Linked DNA regions of Mus musculus: region 1 is linked to region 2. Evidence: chromatin contacts called from public HiChIP or PLAC-seq data. All regions are on one chromosome and are shown on one strand. The core of a region is the stretch at or near the end of the contact, and the rest is flanking DNA. Distances in the headings are between cores, read along the strand shown. Region 1 overlaps Ptpn13 (protein tyrosine phosphatase, non-receptor type 13). Region 2 has its middle 7.3 kb from the start of Gm30443.

The links. HiChIP or PLAC-seq counts read pairs in DNA pulled down with a chosen protein or histone mark.
Region 1: an H3K27ac HiChIP or PLAC-seq map of regulatory T cells shows a contact between it and region 2, with 3 times the contacts expected there. The contact joins two enhancer-like sites. A contact is called at or near these places in 7 of 484 Hi-C or Micro-C datasets (embryonic fibroblasts, embryonic stem cells, epidermal suprabasal cells and 4 more) and 4 of 115 datasets of contacts at active chromatin or transcription factors (fibro-adipogenic progenitors, kidney, regulatory T cells and 1 more).

Annotation. Positions count from the first base shown.
Region 1 is chr5:103,471,534-103,474,233 of GRCm38.p6, forward strand. The region is part of intron 2 of Ptpn13 (protein tyrosine phosphatase, non-receptor type 13); the gene reads left to right. Among named protein-coding and RNA genes, the nearest start is that of Ptpn13, 48 kb to the left of the region's middle. Within about 2 kb of position 1,363, at least 13 of the 459 cell types and tissues checked have an H3K27ac peak or open chromatin away from gene starts, as enhancers often do. A contact at or near this core is called in memory CD8 T cells and regulatory T cells, where this site is marked.
Region 2 is chr5:103,365,904-103,368,603 of GRCm38.p6, forward strand. No RefSeq gene overlaps it. Among named protein-coding and RNA genes, the nearest start is that of Gm30443, 7.3 kb to the left of the region's middle. Within about 2 kb of position 1,383, at least 53 of the 459 cell types and tissues checked have an H3K27ac peak or open chromatin away from gene starts, as enhancers often do. A contact at or near this core is called in memory CD8 T cells and regulatory T cells, where this site is marked.

The DNA of each region.
Region 1 (2,700 bases), core at 113-2,612, 110 kb after region 2:
TCACAGGTACACTGAGAGCATTTGTGAAGCATTTGTGTTATTGTAGGTACACTGAGAGCATGAGTGTCACAGGTACACTGAAAGCATGAGTGTCACAGGTATGCTGAGAGCATGAGTGTCACAGGTACACTGAGAGCATGAGTGTCACAGGTACGCTGAGAGCATGAGTGTCACAGGTACACTGAGAGCATGAGTGTCACAGGTACGCTGAGAGCATGAGTGTCACAGGTATGCTGAGAGCATGAGTGTCACAGGTACACTGAGAGTATGAGTGTCACAGGTACACTGAGAGCATGAGTGTCACAGGTATGCTGAGAGCATGAGTGTCACAGGTACACTGAGAGCATGAGTGTCACAGGTACACTGAAAGCATGAGTGTCACAGGTATGCTGAGAGCATGAGTGTCACAGGTACACTGAGAGCATGAGTGTCACAGGTATGCTGAGAGCATGAGTGTCACAGGTACACTGAGAGCATGAGTGTCACAGGTACACTGAGAGCATGAGTGTCACAGGTATGCTGAGAGCATGAGTGTCACAGGTATGCTGAGAGCATGAGTGTCACAGGTACACTGAGAGCATGAGTGTCACAGGTATGCTGAGAGCATGAGTGTCACAGGTACACTGAGAGCATGAGTGTCACAGGTACACTGAGAGCATGAGTGTCACAGGTATGCTGAGAGCATGAGTGTCACAGGTATGCTGAGAGCATGAGTTTCACAGGTACACTGAGAGCATGAGTGTCACAGGTATGCTGAGAGCATGAGTGTCACAGGTACACTGAGAGCATGAGTGTCACAGGTACTCTGATAGTGTTAGTGTCACAGGTACACTGAGAGCATGAGTGTCACAGGTATGCTGAGAGCATGAGTGTCACAGGTATGCTGAGAGCATGAGTGTCACAGGTACACTGAGAGCATGAGTGTCACAGGTATGCTGAGAGCATGAGTGTCACAGGTATGCTGAGAGCATGAGTGTCACAGGTACACTGAGAGCATGAGTGTCACAGGTATGCTGAGAGCATGAGTGTCACAGGTACACTGAGAGCATGAGTGTCACAGGTACTCTGATAGTGTTAGTGTCACAGGTACACTGAGAGCATTTGTCCAGTTTCATTTTCAGAATGGGAATGTTTATTCCATCCTGTTTCACGTTAGAGAAAGTGACATTTAGAAAGTAGGAACAAAATTTAGGAACAAATAAGTTCTAGATTTATAATTAATCACCCTGTAGTATATACTATAATTTCAGAAGATCATAATTTATCACAAAATGCTACTATGAGGAAAGAGGAAGGGAGATAAGGCGACGGAGGGAGAAAGGAAGAGGCCTAGATGGTGGCGGAGGATGACAGGAAATGGAGAATAGCTGTCCCAAGCAGTTTTTGTTTCAGTATGAAGCTGAATCAGGAGATTGATTTATACGTATATGGGTTCTAATGCACATATGAAAAGGACTGAGTATTTAGAGAATTCTGTATTATAAGTAGCTTTATCAAATTCTTCAGTTTTGGACAGTAAGTTCTACATAGATTTTTGTCAGCTACCCTAATAGAACATAGAACCAAGAGGTCTGTAAATTCTCTCCATGAACTGCTTGAACTAGAGCAGGAATGTGCACATGAGATGATTTTATTCTGAATTTCTTAATTAGTCCCTGTTGCCTTTGCTGACTGTTCCCTTATACCATGTTTTTAGCCCGATTACAATCATTTACCTTTTTATTTTATTTATTTTTGGAGACAAGAGTCTTGCTATGTAACCCAAGATGTCCTTAAACTACTAAATAGCCCAGGTTGTCCTCAGGCTCATAACGTGCCTGCCCTCCAGCCTCAGCATCCTGAGTGCGGGATTACAGTCGCACAGTCCAAGGTGGAATTCTAAAGGAAATGGCAGGGCCCAGGAAGAAAGAAGGGCTGTTAAATTGTGATAGGTTTTTAGTTTGAGAGAACACTGAAATGTGCTTGAAGTTGTTTCTTTCCATACCAAGTTTCTAACTGCACCCCTGGCTGGTTGAGCTTGAACAGCAACTCCTCCCGCGGAATGTTAGTAGTCTCCAGAAAGAACCACGTTGACTGCTGGAGTTGGTTCATATCAGGTTTACTTTTTCATAATAATAGTGTTCTTGGAGTGTGGTCAGCGCACAGCCGAGGCACAGGCCTTAGCGCTCACTCTAAGCTTCTGGAACCTACTTTTTGAATATTCTTTGGCCAACATTCTTTGAAGGATTTTGAAAACATTTGCTTTGAGTTCCTTCCGTTTGGTTGTCAGGAAGTGGGAATTAAAGACTGATTCCAGCCGCAACTCTAAAATCCCCTCACTTGTAGGTTTGCATAAGCCTTTATAATTATTTAAAAATATATTCTGTGGTTTGACTACATTACCTCAAGAATCCAGTACTTAAATGTCATGTATATGTTTTGGAAATTGAAAGCAATGCGTTTTGTGGTCAAAATTGCTCCAGATTTATTACATGGCACTTTAAAACCACTTCGAAAACATTTGTGGCATTTCTGTGTATTTTTAAAAGAGAAAAGTCATGCTGCGCCCCCTGCCCCCCACACTTTATAATTCGATTTTTCCGTATTCGGTACCATTTCTCTGCCAAAATTCTTGCTATTCCCTCTCCAGACTTAATTTCCTGATTGCCTTTGAGTTGGCTCTTTCTCTCTGGAAGCCAACCATCCGCCATATTCAAGTGG
Region 2 (2,700 bases), core at 133-2,632:
AGAAGACTGTTCTGGAAACAGCAAGCAACAAGGGTCACACAACAGTATAGGGTGGAATGCCGCCGAACTGCATACATAAACATGGTTAACGTGGTAAGCTTTGTTATGAGTAGTTTATCACGAAAATAGATTCAAAGCTACAGTACAGTTTAGTGCAAAGCTAACGTGGCCGCCTCCATCTGTTCTGGGATAACTCACTCTCGGGCTCAATCTCTCCCACCCCGAGCTTCCCCAATTACTCTGAGCATACCTTCACTCTTCCTTGTTCTTGGCTACTTTGTGGCCTGGCTGTGGATGTTTCTTTAAAATCGAGTGTTTGAGCAGTGGGAGCCAAGAGTTGCTAAATAAATATATTTTACCAAAGTATTGCTCCCTTCTCATGGTCCTGCTGTTTGGTTTTCCCACCTCTGTGGACTCCACACCCACAGACTCAGCCTCACGTTCTCTCTAACTAGAGATCGTGGAAACTAACCTCCCTGCTCTCTCCCTGTTCCAGGGAGGCCCGATTCGATCCCGCAGCCTGGAAGCAGGAGTCTGATACCATACAGCTCCCAAGGCTCTGCATTCATTATTACTCCACTTTCCCGCTGAATAATATTGCCTTCGTTACCTACCTCGCCAGAACGCACAAACAGTGAGATATCTTTCTGCTCTTCCCAGTGACTTCGACTGTGTACGCCATGCTTGTTTCAGATACAGTCAGGAGTTACTGGGGTATTTTAGGGATCACACTATCATTACCAATCAAGGGGGTGGTGGTGTGTTTTAGAAAAAGAAAGGAAGCCAGGGATGTGTTTGGTGGAGGCGAGGTATGGTGTGGGGGGAGGGGTGTGTCTCTTCAGGCCATGTAGAAGCATCCCTTTCTGCTGAGGGACAGGCCATGGTATAGAATAGAATAGTTTATTTAGGGCAGGGGGGGGGGGGAATTGAGAGAGTAGAGACAGAAAAAGGCAGAGAGAGAGAGAAATAGAGAGAGGGAGGAAGGGAGGAGGAGGGGGGGAGGAGGAAGAGGAAGAGGAGGGAAGTTGGGAGGGGAGGGGAGTAGAAACCGGCCATGAGCACATGGAGAGAAAGTGGGGAGAGGAAAGGGGAAAGAGGAGGAAGAGGGTACGGGATCAAAAGCAAGAGGAGAAGAGCAAGAGAGGGGGTGGGCAAGCAGCCCCTTTTATGGTGAGTCAGGCATACCTGGCTGTTACCAGGTAACTATGGGGCAGAGCCTAGAGGAAATGTCTACAGGTGGTAGTTTTTAAGTTAACCACAAAACCTCTTCAAATGCAAATGTATCACTTTTTCTTTTGTTTACCTGAGTTCTAACAAACTGTATGTGCACTGTTCTGGGAATCCATGAGTCCCAGGGCAGAAACGTCAAGATGTGTAAGACCCAGAAACGTCATCTAATGCAAATTTGAGCATGCCCGCTCACTGTACTGAAAGTGTCCACAATGACATCATCTGAGTACCATTCTTTAACCCCATGATTCACATACCTGCCCCTGAGGCAGCTTCGTAAATATCCCCAGCAAGGAAGTGCACCGTGGGCTCCCTAGACCGGGTCATACCATTGATCACCGTTTTGGAAACGAAGTGAACTCCTCCGGCCCAAATCTTCCGGGACTGGAATCCATTATGATAACACATTGGAATGCCACCGCCCAATTAAAGGAAATGCGGTTTCCTCAAAGAAACTTCTCAGAATTGGAGCAGGATGGATGTAATATGAACCCAGTGCTTCCTGTAGTATCAAAAAGCTTAGTCAAAGGGACAGGAGCACAACAGAGGAGCACAGAAGTCCACCTGAGAGGGCTTGCAGTGGCTAAGGCTGGGCTAATTAGGGTGGTAACAGAGACAGCAATTCAGTAGGTTATCAGCCGGTATTTAAATAATTACCTGTGAGCTCATAGTGTTATAAGTGAATAGGTAGGGAAAGGCAGAGTGAATTCCACTTGGTAAATTCTTGGTCTTCCAGGAAGGTGGAGGTTAATTCCCCCCGCAGGCCCCCTCCTGCTTCAGTGGCCTGTTTCCAGAGAATGTAACCAGAAGCATTGAGACTTCACTAAGAAGAAATCTGGCAAGCAACAGGGGAGACTCACATCATCAACACGAGCTTGTTGGATGCCCGTATACCTGAGAGGCTGTGAGGGAAGGTGCTTCTTTCTAGAACGTTCTAATCACAAAAAGATCAGGTATCCCCAGTTCAGAGGACTTTTCTACAAAAGACCTATCCAGCTCAGTGCCTCACAGACAAGCTAGGAACCAGGACAGACCAATGGACAGGACAACTTACCATAATGCCATGTTCCAGCTTGGGTCTTAGGATAGAAAAAAAAAAAAAAAAAAAGGTATTGCTGGGGGGTGGGGGGAGTGGCGAAAAACAAAGACAAAAACAACAACAAACCTAGTGAAATCTAGATCTGAAATTTAGTTAATTGTGACAGGGTTTCTCTGTAGAGCCCTGGCTGTCCTGGAACTCACTCTGTAGAGCAGGTTGGCCTCAAACTCAGAAATCTGCCTGCCTCTGCCTCCCAACTGCTGGGATTAAAGGCATGCGCCACCACTGCCCAGCTATGGCTTGCACACTTAAAGGACTTTTAATCCCAGCACTTGGCAGGCAGATTTCTGAGTTCCAGGACAGCCTGGTCTACTGAGTGAGTTCCAGGGCAGCCTGGGGTACACAGAGAAACCTTGTCTCAAAATACAAAA